Linked DNA regions of Sus scrofa: all the other regions are linked to region 3. A link is a contact called in public Hi-C data. All regions are on one chromosome and are shown on one strand. Each heading gives the region's core, a stretch centred on a gene start, on an enhancer-like site or on the middle of the called end of the contact. The rest is flanking DNA. Distances are from core to core; before and after follow the strand shown. Region 1 has its middle 46 kb from the start of COPS8. Region 2 has its middle 81 kb from the start of MIR7141. Region 3 holds the start of COL6A3 (collagen alpha-3(VI) chain).

Region 1 (3,643 bases), core at 174-2,673, 230 kb before region 3:
ACAGCCCTGCTCAGGCTCCTCCCTGAGGACCCAGGCAGCGGCCTCGGCCTTGCTCCTTACGGACACTGCTCCCCTCCAGCCCAGCTCAGAGGACCCCCGGCTCCCCCACATCAACTATGGGAGGGGAGGCAGAGCCTGGCCTCAAAGGCAAATGAGGAGTCCTTTTGGGGGGCGGCAGAGGGGAAATGCACCTACAGCACATGGCGGTTCCCAGGCTAGGGGTCACATCGGAGCTGCCGCTGCCCGCCTGCACCACAGCCACAGCAACGTGTTCATCCAGACCTCACGTGGGACCCTCCACTGCAGCTTGTGGCTGCGCTGGATCCTGAACACACCGAGCAAGGCCAGGCATCAAACCCATGTCCTCATGGACACTCTGTCGGGTTCTTCACCTGCTAAGCCACAACAGGAACTCCAGAGAGCCCTCTTTGTACCACGGCTTTGTTCTCACCCATAGCTTGTGTTGGGAGGCACTTACCAGGGGCCAGAGTGGCTAAGCCCATGGGTTGGGACCTCCGAAGTTCTGCTGGAGGAGCCCCACCTCCACAACCCTGGCTGAGACTCCGCCTGAGGCAGGGGCCCCTGAGGCCAAAGGCTCCTCTGAGCTGAGCAGGTGTCCCCAGGCACACAGAGGGCCCTGAGGGTGGGGGTTGCTTTCCCTGCACCCCAGACCCTTGGTAGCAGCTCTCACTCTCCTTTGGGGTGCTCCCCTCCCCCATGCCACGTGCTCCCAGGCCACTGTCACTTCATGCCACCTGAACTTCAGGCCACCCCCCAGGGTCCATTCATTCTCTGCTTCCCCAGAGGTTGACCCTTGAGCAAAGGGACAGGGCAGGGGTGCAGCAGCCCCTCGAGAAGGACCCCTTGGCTCCTGCCGAGGCCTTTTCCATGTCTCTGTTATTATGACTGACTAATCAGTTATACCCAACGACTTTATCATCCGAGCTGGCACAAAGGAAGGTTCTAGAATAAAAGTGAAATGCGTGAGTGAGTTCACTGACTCCTGGGGCAGGGGCTCCGAAGCCTCCATCCCTCTCCAGCCCCTTCTCCACCTTCCGCGCCAACCCCACCCTGCTGTGGAGGCAGGAGACCCTTTAGAAGCACACGGGGCCCCCTAAGCAGCAGCAGGTGAGCCTGTCATTCCTAGGACAGCTCACTTGGCTTCGTCCCGGTGAAAGGAATGGAAAAGAATGTTCTTCAGGAGCTGCACTGGTTCTGGAGCAGACGGCAACCGACGGGTCAGGAGCAGGAAGGCGGTGGCATGCATACATTTCGCTTCAAGCTGCGGCTTTTCCTTCCTGTTGAGAGCCCACACTTGATGTTCCAAGAGCCTTGGGAAGTAAAGCGATTTGCTGGGGGTGTTGGCTGCAGTGGCCGCCGTGGAAATTCCTGAGGGGAGAGCGTGTGGGTGGAGGGACGGGGCGGGGGCGCTCAGAGGCGTCTGGGGAAGAGCCCTGTAGAATCTCTGAGTCACAGCCTGGCCGCCGCGGAAACTGCGGGCGGGATGGGGGGCGTCCACCCTTGGCTGGCACTCCGCTCACACACGTGTGTGGTGTGTAGTGAGTGTGTGCTTGTGTATACGTGCATATGAGTGTGTGGGCACATGTGTGTGTATAATGTGTGTGTGCGCCTGGCTGCAGCCACTCACACTCCCCAGAGGACTCTCTCCAGGCAGCCTCTCCTCCTGCAGGTGCAGCCGTGACTGCGAACACGGGGTCCTGCCATGCGGGTTACCGATGCGGGCCCCGGGCAGCTGCCTCTGCTTGGCTTTGTTTGGCAGCTTTCCCCAGCAGTTTGTTGATCCAGAGCGCATGTTTTCTCCACCACCACAATGCAGCCCTGGTTGTCACACTAGCTCTCTGCTAACGAGGCCCGAGCCTCCGGACGTGTGACTAGAAAGTGTGTCTGAGGCATGGGAGACCCCAGCAGGAGCAGAAAACCCTTCCCCATGGAAAGAAGCCCTTCCCCAGCCTCGGGAGCCCCGTGCCTGTCAGGAGAGAAGGAAGTGGCATCTTCTGTGCCTATTTTTACACATCCTAAGGCTGTGGTCCCCACCCACCCCAGGGGGCCCTGTGATACCCACCCACCTGGAGACTAAAGCAGGGCAGGCCCTGGGACTGGGCAGCCCTCCAGCACCAGGCCAGTGGCCTGCAGTCTGCCTTTCCCGCCCCGGGCAGGAGCTGGGACAGTTCGTGCATCTCTAGGGATGTGAATTAGGAACCAGTTAGTGCCTCTCTAAGGATGTGGATTAGGAACCAGTTAGTGCCTCTCTAAGGATGTGGATTAGGAAACATAGTGAGGGGTGAGACCAGCCAGCACTGGAGCCTCAACAAAGGGCTGCAGAGTACAGGCCCTCCAGGCACGAAGGTCCTCAAACAACCCAGGGCTCTGGGGGCCAAGGGACCACTTAGAGAAAGAGAAAGATGGAGGGGTGACGGCGTGGCCCCAGGAGCCAGCTGGACAGAAGGACGGCTGACTCCAGACCCGGTCCCGGACATCAGCTGTCTTGGATTCTATCCTTGGAGGTCGGAGATGCCCCAGCTCCCCGAGTTAGCTTGAGTGGTCCTTGCCGCGAAGAGAGCCCTCGTTGAAAATAGCACAGGGCTCTATTTGATGCTCACAATCGCCGTGCTTGTTACCCATTTCATGGGCGAGTAAAGCTGAGGCTCACGGAGGCTAAGGACCTTCAGGAGGCCACAGAGCCAGTGCCTGGCAGCGCTGGGAGCTGACCCCCGTGTGTCCTACCCACCCCCACCTCACACTCCACCTGCCACCATCACCTCTTTCCCCTTGAAACTCTCTTTTTTGGAGCACGATTTGACGCTCTTGGGACTCACCGGATTTGTGCTGCTCTCGTGCCTGTGGCTCTGAGGTTGGACGTGCAGATGGGTGATCCCCACTGTCCTTAATTAAAATCACCGGCAGCAAAATGTCCAGAGCACTTGCTGGCAGCTTCCCTGTGCTCGCTTTCTGTCGGGGGTGAGTAATAAACAAGTGTCCGACAGCACAGCCCACCAGGGTCCGCTGCATGGGACTCATGGGGCATTTGGGTGGCAGGAAAGCAGCTGCTAAGGGCACGGCTGCTGGTGTGGCTGCTCCACCATCAGTCTCAGCTGTGAAGGCACCGGGTTGGGGGGCTGGGGGGCTGGGGGCAGGGAGGCGGGGCGGGGGCTCAGTGAGGAGCCCCGGCCTCTCTGGGTGGGCACCCGTCTCACTTGGAAGCCCAAGGATCTGGCTGGACTCCCAGGAGGCTCCAGAGCTGAGAGGCCCTCAGAGGCTCCCGGGCTGCACAACTCAATGTTTCATTTCTCTTTTTTCCCCGCCTTTGCCTCTTTTCAGGATCCCTCTCTGTTTACTGAGCGCTGGCAGTGTTAACTCTGCCTCTGGGTTCTAGGCTCCACGAGGGCCTGCCCTCCCCAGAAGCTTCTGCCCCAGAGTCACATCTCCTGCTAAGCCTCATGGGGGTGCTTGGCGGGGAGGGAATGGGGGGCTTCCCGTGCAGCCCTCGCTCCTCCTTTCTCCCTGCTCTGCTGCTAGATTCTTTCAAAGTATTTAATCCTTGAGAAAATAATGTTGCCAGGCGTTTGCCTGATCAGCTAAGTCATTTGCAAAAAGTCATGGTAGACACGTAGAGAACCGAGAC
Region 2 (3,530 bases), core at 783-3,282, 190 kb before region 3:
TGGATTGTTGGGGGTCCCCAGGAGGTCCTCCCTCCCCTACCACGGGGGCTGACATTTCTCGACATGACTCATCACCCCCCAGCATTGAAACCTTCAGGGTGAAGACAAGGGAGCTGATAAGCAGTTGTGTTTTGCCTGAGGATAAATCCTGGGGAAAATAAATAGAGGAAAAAGACAGTGATCTTTGTTCAAGAAAAGCAGAGAGACAAACGATGTGGGATCCTTTTCCAAACAAGACATCAGGCTTAGTGAGACATAGCCAGACTCTATCTCAACAGAAAAGTACTTATTCTGCCTCGCCTAGTTCCTGGATAATCTCTCTAAGGCCCCACCCCCACCCCCAATTTCTGACAGGCTCCCAGACCATCTCTGAGGTCAGTGCTGCTTTGCGCTCATGTCCTTACAAGCCCACACTCTGGCTCATTTTCAAGGCCATGCAGCCCTGAGCCGTCAGTGGAGACTGCATGGCAGAGGAGCGTGGATGTAGAGGGCAAAGCTGACTAGTCTCCTTCCACCTTTAGTCAGTGTACCCTGGAGAAGAATTTTGAGAAGCACCTGTGTGCACCTGAATCAAGCTGCTCTCAGCCCTGGCCTTAATACGCCATCTGGGCCCTACCTCTTCCCAAAGCATTCGATTTCATGGGATTCACCATGATGCCACATGCAGGGCACCTGCCGTGCCTCATCCCCTCATCCCATCTTCACAGACAGCTGTACCACGCATCATCGCCGTTCTACAGACTCAGGTCTGAGGCTCAGACACAGGAAGCAACACTCCCAAGGCCACACAGCTTGTGGGAGACAGAGCCAGGACTCAATCCAGGTGGGCGACACCAGATGGGACTTGAACACCTGGAATTCATGACCCCTTGGGACAGCACCTTGTGGGTGGCTGATTTGCTCCATGATCTCACATCCCCACAACCATCTAGTGGGAATGAGTTTTTACTGTATTCACTAGAGAGGAAGAAGTGGAGATTTGGAGCAATTTGGTGGAGAATCTGAGACCACACAGGGTTAACTGGTGGAGACAGACTCTGAGTCTTCCAGGCACAAAGGCCTTGTAACATGTGACACGGGGACATCTAAAAGCCCATGCTTCACTGAATCAAGTAGACTCGACTCTCTGTATCCCAGTACAGAAGCATCTCTATTGTGTTCAACAGACGGCATCTATTCCTGAGTTTAGACGTCCCAAAGTATGGTCCAACCAGAGCTTCACACCAAAGCGTCCGATGTCTCTAGTCGGGATGAGCTGGAAGTTACAGGCTCTGATGCAGCAAAGGCAACATCAAAATCAAAGCCTCTGCCTTTGAACATAACACCGCCAAGGACCACAGAGCTCTTAGACCCTTCCAAGAGTCTGGCTCACCAATGACTGGACAGTCTTTGTCATCCCTTTAAGACAACCATCTTCACAAACCAGATGTCACATGTTCCCAGACTAAAGAAGCTCATCTGCTGACCACGAGCTGGTCCATTTCAAAAGCAGCTCTGTTCACAACCCGTTCTGAGTTAAACAGATGTGTTCTGAGGAAATCACTGCCGAATGTTCTGTCATCGAGATGGTGACATAAAACCTCTAAGAATCCTATTTCGGTGCCAGCCTGACGTCAGAGGGTCAGAGACGTATTGTGGAGAAGATGTACACTTCGGAGTAAGTTTAGGAGAACAAAGAAAGTGACAGCGGGAAGCAGTAACGTCCCTGGTCTGTACAACTCCTGGGAAGGAAAAGTCAAAGAGAAGCTGTCAAGCATCTCCCCCAGCAGAGGGTCAGACAGGCTGGGGAGGCTGGGGAGGAAGCCAGGTGAGAGCACTAGCAGGGAAAGCTGGGCTCCCTGGAGCCAGGCAGAGGGCTCAGCCTGGAGGAGGGCTCCCAGCCCTGCTGGGAGCACATGCCTCCAAGGGCCCCGGGAAGTTTCGTAAGGAGAGTTGAGTGTCGGTCCAGATGATTCGTCATTCCTGTGTTTGGAGACCAGACCCTGACCAAGCTGACCTCACCTATGATGCAGACGCTTGTGTCTGTGGAACACACACACACACACAGCAGCCCAGGCAGTGGGGAGCACTAGCTCCAGCTTTACAGATGGCTTTGCTCCGTCTGATGGTTTGTGTGATTGCCCAAAAACACACACCCCCCTCCCACACAGCTCCCTCGCACTAAAACTCTCTCTGGCCAACGGAACGCGAGCAGATGTGGGATGAGCACGAGCCTTGGATGGGCTCGCGTAGTCTGCCTCTTACACACTGAGATCTGCTCTTAAAAGACCTGCCATTGAGTGGCTGCTGCCTCTTCAGCCTTGACCCCAGAACAAAACTTAGCAGACCGAAGAGCCCAGCCTAGCAGACCCACAGCTTGAAACAGAGCTGTCCACTGAGCCCAGGGCTGACCAGCTCCACGGCCAGTGTGCAGTTCCCGAGCATGAGGGTAAATACTGCCAAAAAGCCGTTGCATTCAGGCGTGTTTTGTTACGCAGAATTACTGAGGCAATAGTGAACTGATACTAAAGGTTGTGTAATTAACCAAAGTGGGGGGAAGTTTGATTTCCAGCATTCGTATTTTCCCATCTCCAATCCAGTGCTCTTTTAATTATGCCGCAGAGAGCAAGCAGTGTGGAGATGGGAAAGGAGGGCAGATTTGGGGAAGAGGGAGTTCCGGGTGTGGTTCGGCAGGTTAAGGACCCGACATAGTCTCTGTGAGGATTCGGGTTCCATCCCCGCCCTCGCTCGGTGGATTGAGGATCCAGCATTGCTGCGAGCTGTGGTGTAGGTCACAGACACAGCTTGGATCTGGCATTGCTGTGGCTGTGGTGTAGGCCCACAGCTGCAGCTCTAGTTCAACCCCTAGCCTGCAAACTTCCACATACTGCAGGTACAACCCTAAAAAGAACAAGAAAGAAAAATTGGGGACAAATCCCTACTACCGGCTACTGAAGCTTCCAGAAGGTACAAAGATAAAGAAGAAGATTACGCGGGAGCTCATCCAAGATAAAGACTTATTAACAAATATCCCTAGATTGACGTTTCCAGATGATGTTCCACATAAATTGCTTGTAATTATCATTCAATCAAAAAAATACAGGAATTTCCGTGGGGCGCAATGGAAACGAGTCTGACTAGCATGAGGATGTGGGCTCATGGCCCCTGGCCTTGCTCAGTGGGTCTGGGATCCGGTGTTACTGTGAGCAGTGGTGTAGGTCGCAGATGCGGCTCGGATCCCATGTTGCTGTGGCTGTGGTGTAGACCGGCAGCTGCAGCTCTGATTGGACCTCTAACCTGGGAACTTTCATATGCTATGGGTGTGGCCCTTAAAAAAAAAATTATGCCTGTGCTCTCATGCGCTTATCCATGAACCTAAAATGCCTTGCTATGTAGCTCTCCCTGTATTTAAATTTGGTTGAAATGCCTGTTTTCAACACTTAGATGAAGTCTACTATCTTAAGTATAAAAACAATAGTATTTTGGAGTTCCTGTCATGGCTCAGTGATTCACGAGCCTGACTAGTATCCATGAGGACACTGGTTCGATCC
Region 3 (3,592 bases), core at 539-3,038:
GAGCAACTGGATGTTCATGTGCCGAAAAAAAAAAAAAAAAAAGATTTTGATCTAAACCTCACAACTTATGCAAAGATTAACTCCAAATTGGTCATAGGCCTAAATATAAAATAGAAGATGTTTACAGTAAAGCCTAGGAGAGGGAGCTCCCGTTGTGGCTCAGCAGTAACAAACCTGACGAATGTCCATTAACTGTGTGCAGAGCGAGAAGCTGGCTGGCGCGGGCCAAGTCCCCTGTGCCCCTAATGCTTAGAGCAGTTTGTTTGTGGGGTCCTGACCGGCCTTCCCCTCCACTCCTTGAGCTGGCCGTGAAATGCCCATGTCTGTTTACACCCACAGTCCTCCTCTGAGCCCTGCCAGGAACCCCACCCTTGCGCCGGACCTCATCAGTTTTCTACCACGGTCGCCCCTGAATCAGGTCCCCAAAGCAGGCTGGCCACGGCCAGGGAACACTTTCCATACTGGGTGAGAGGACCAGAGAGCCCCACCCTCCCACCAGGGAGCAGGCCCCGGGCTCCGGGCTTGGCACCCGCACCACATCTGGGCAACCCCAGCCGGCCCGTGGCTCCAGGAGCCCTGCCTTATCCTCTGGGCGCACGGCCCAAAATCGAATTCTTTCTCCTCCTCTGACCCCTGCAGCTTCTTTAATTAACCCCAGAGGGCAGAGACTCCAGCAGCAACTCCAGATTCCTGAAAAGATGAAGCCCCGGTGGCAATGGCTGAGTAACTCTCGACCTGGCCCTGTGCCTGGACACCCAAGTTACCCCAATCCCCTGGAGGCCGCAGAGGCTGCACCAGCCACGGCGCGTGCGGGGCCCCGCCGGCCACACCGACCTGGGAGAACTCGGAGTCTCCCCAAGCTGCCTCTGGAATCCTTGCAGACACTTCTGCGAACAAAGCAGATTCCAGCTGAGCCTCAGAAGAAGGAGACAACGTCAAATAAATCCTGAGCCGAGAAACAGCACAGTCAGGAGAGCAGAGGCTGATGGAGCGTGTGGGCAACTGAGCTATGCCCGCGGGCAGCCTCCTGCTCCACCCAGCTCGGGGCACCAACGGAGAAAGGAAAATCCACTGAATCTTCCAGCGACCAGAAGCTTGTCCCCAAAACCGACTCTACAGGAGGGAACAAGGGAGCCACGGAGACGTGCTCGCGGGGATGCAGGCATCGCCCTTGGGCCCAGAGACCCAAAACGGGGACCGGAGAAGGGGCACTCACCCTGAGCAAACCTGGAGAAGCGAGCGTCCCGGGCTCCGCGCTGCAGTTATGTGCACATCTGACGCATGCTTTCCCCACTCGCTGTGTCTCCTTGTCCTTCTGCAGGAGAGGGGACCCCCGGTGGAGGCGGAAAACTCCCCCGTGGTCCTTGCAGGAGGCTGGCGCGCGGGAGAACTGAGCGGCCTTTGGTGGAGACTGAGCTGCACACTGGACCGGATCCAGTCGGGGATACAGTCAGGGCGCCCTCCAGCTCCTCCCCTCCCTCCTCCGACCCCTCCTCTCCCCCTCCCCACGGCGGGCCTGCCCCACACTGTAAATGAAAACCAGACTCTTGTTCTGTTGCTTCTGGCCCCACTGCTGGCTGATGTCACCTCGGAAGGCTGTCTTTGCCCTCGGAGCCCAGAGCTGGACGCCTGCAAACTTGAAAAAAAAAAAAAAAAAAAAAAAAAAAAGAACCACCCCTTCTACTCATCACCTTTTGGGCTGGGCTCTGGGCCGCACAGAGAACAAATTTTGAAATTCTGTTCCTGGGTCTCCATGGTTTTCCTGCAGTGTTTTCCAACTCCATCTGAAAGGGAAACAGGAAATGCAGTCTCCCCTCCACCCTCACCACACCCTCCCACTTCTTCTTGAAGTTTCTGAATTGAGACTTCTCCTAATAACCTCCCCCTTCGGATATAAAAACCGGCCATTAAAATCGCCTTGGCCTTCTGCTAACCAAAGCGCCGTTTGCCAATGAAAAGGCAAAGGGAAACACTACATCTTTTTTTTTTTTTTTTTTGGTAATTCTGTATATAATGATTCTGATTGTGAGGCTAAGGGTCCCAGTCTAGGACCCATACGAGGGGAACAAGGATGGTTGTCATGCTCAGATTTGCAGGAAAGTCCTTGAGGAGGCACTTGTGCTTCTGCAAGGCGTTGCACACGTCACCGCACCTGGGTGCACACTACCTCTTCCCTGAAGATCTGCATCGCCTTTTTAAAAGATACGTGTCGTTTTTTCTCAGGTGGGGTTATGGTCCCATGTTACAGATGAGAAGAACCTGGTTCGTAGCAGAGCTTAGATCAGAGCCCTGGCCGTGGACACCCCCAAACTGCTCCACTGTTCACCGGTCGCAGGGCCCCTCTAAAAAGTTGGTTCCTGTGAAATGTCAGGAGACACCTGAAGGATGCTTTCGGCTTGGAGACCCTTCCAAAGCCAGGTCGGGAGGGTAAAGGTGTCATTAACTCCTTTCCTTCCAGGGATGCTTGCCTTCACGTTTAAGGAGGACGGAAGACGGCACAGGAGAGACGGTGCTCGCTCCCCTCCTGAGCCCCAGGGCCCCCCTACTCACCCCGAGAGGATGTGCCCCCTCCCTGCTCCCCGGGGGTTCAGCTAGAGGAATGTCAGGATGTCAGGTTGGGGACAGAGATCTGGACTGCGGCGCTTCCTGGCCCGTCGCCAGTTGGGGAGAAACCACATCGCCAGAGTCACGTGTGGGACACCGGCGTTCCCACGAGGGGAGCCCGTCCCCCACCAGATCCTCAGCCCCCAGGGCAGGCGCGAGGACTTGGGCTGGCAGAGCAGGGACATGTCCACCACCTCATGGGCTGGCCTCTCAAGCTCAGCCCTGGGAAGAACCTTTTCTCCGAGGCACGTCGCCTGCTGCAAACAAGGCAACGTTCGGTTACCACTTTCTGTCCCAAGCAGCTCGGCTCGGAGAAGCTAACAAAGCAAGTGTGGCCTATGTGTTCCTATTCAGTGGTTCCTTTTTTTTTTCAAACAAAAAACAGCTATTTCTTTTCAAAATAGCTAGGAATATACATTCCTTGGTATTAGAAATAACTATTATTTAAATGTCAAAGCTGAAGCATCACTTAGAACAAGACTTAAAGAAAGAAATCCCCCCCCCCATCAGGGACAGTGGTCTGTAATTCTTCACTGTAACTAGTCACTGACCACCCAGACCCTCGCCCACAGTGTCTGTGGCCTCAGAAAGTTCTGGAAGCTGGCAGCAGTTGGTGGAAAACCTCCCACATCCTCCCTCGTGCTCGCCCTCGAGAGCATTGTGGCTCCTAGGGTTTTCTCACTTAATCACTGGGGTTTGGGCCTCTCAGTGGAATGAACGGAGGAAGCCATCTCGGAGGTCAGCACTGACCTCAACACGAGGGTCCTGGGTCCAGATATGGCCACCAGGGGACCTCAGAAGTCACAGACTCTCTCCATCCAGAGTCCCCTTAAATGCTGCCCTGAACCAGCCCAAGCACCTCTTCCCCTTTCCTTCCACGCAAGTTAGAAAGTTACAAACCCCTTTTTCCAGGCTCCACTGTAGTTGGGGCTCTGGGCGGGTGGAGGATGCGCGGCTGTGATCCAGGGAGAGGAGGGTTGGGGGAGGA

What was found. Hi-C and Micro-C count contacts between places; a contact is called where the count stands out from the background.
Region 1: a contact with region 3 is called in a Hi-C map of embryonic fibroblasts, with 8 times the contacts expected there. The contact joins the enhancer-like site here to the promoter of COL6A3 in region 3. A contact is called at or near these places in 1 of 5 promoter capture datasets (fetal skeletal muscle), 15 of 47 Hi-C or Micro-C datasets (alveolar macrophages, blood, embryonic fibroblasts and 8 more) and 1 of 2 datasets of contacts at active chromatin or transcription factors (skeletal muscle).
Region 2: a contact with region 3 is called in a Hi-C map of mesenteric adipose tissue, with 3 times the contacts expected there. The contact joins the enhancer-like site here to the promoter of COL6A3 in region 3. A contact is called at or near these places in 2 of 5 promoter capture datasets (fetal liver and fetal skeletal muscle), 3 of 47 Hi-C or Micro-C datasets (mesenteric adipose tissue, skeletal muscle and undifferentiated spermatogonia) and 2 of 2 datasets of contacts at active chromatin or transcription factors (alveolar macrophages and skeletal muscle).

What each region holds. Positions count from the first base shown.
Region 1 is chr15:136,872,383-136,876,025 of Sscrofa11.1, forward strand. No RefSeq gene overlaps it. Among named protein-coding and RNA genes, the nearest start is that of COPS8, 46 kb to the left of the region's middle. Within about 2 kb of position 1,424, at least 12 of the 83 cell types and tissues checked have an H3K27ac peak or open chromatin away from gene starts, as enhancers often do. A contact at or near this core is called in embryonic fibroblasts, where this site is marked.
Region 2 is chr15:136,907,814-136,911,343 of Sscrofa11.1, forward strand. No RefSeq gene overlaps it. Among named protein-coding and RNA genes, the nearest start is that of MIR7141, 81 kb to the right of the region's middle. Within about 2 kb of position 2,033, at least 19 of the 83 cell types and tissues checked have an H3K27ac peak or open chromatin away from gene starts, as enhancers often do. A contact at or near this core is called in alveolar macrophages and mesenteric adipose tissue, where this site is marked.
Region 3 is chr15:137,101,899-137,105,490 of Sscrofa11.1, forward strand. COL6A3 (collagen alpha-3(VI) chain) reads right to left here and starts at 1,789. Exons shown (of 44, transcript XM_021075741.1): 1 at 1,692-1,789; 2 at 1,217-1,423. The coding sequence starts at 1,784.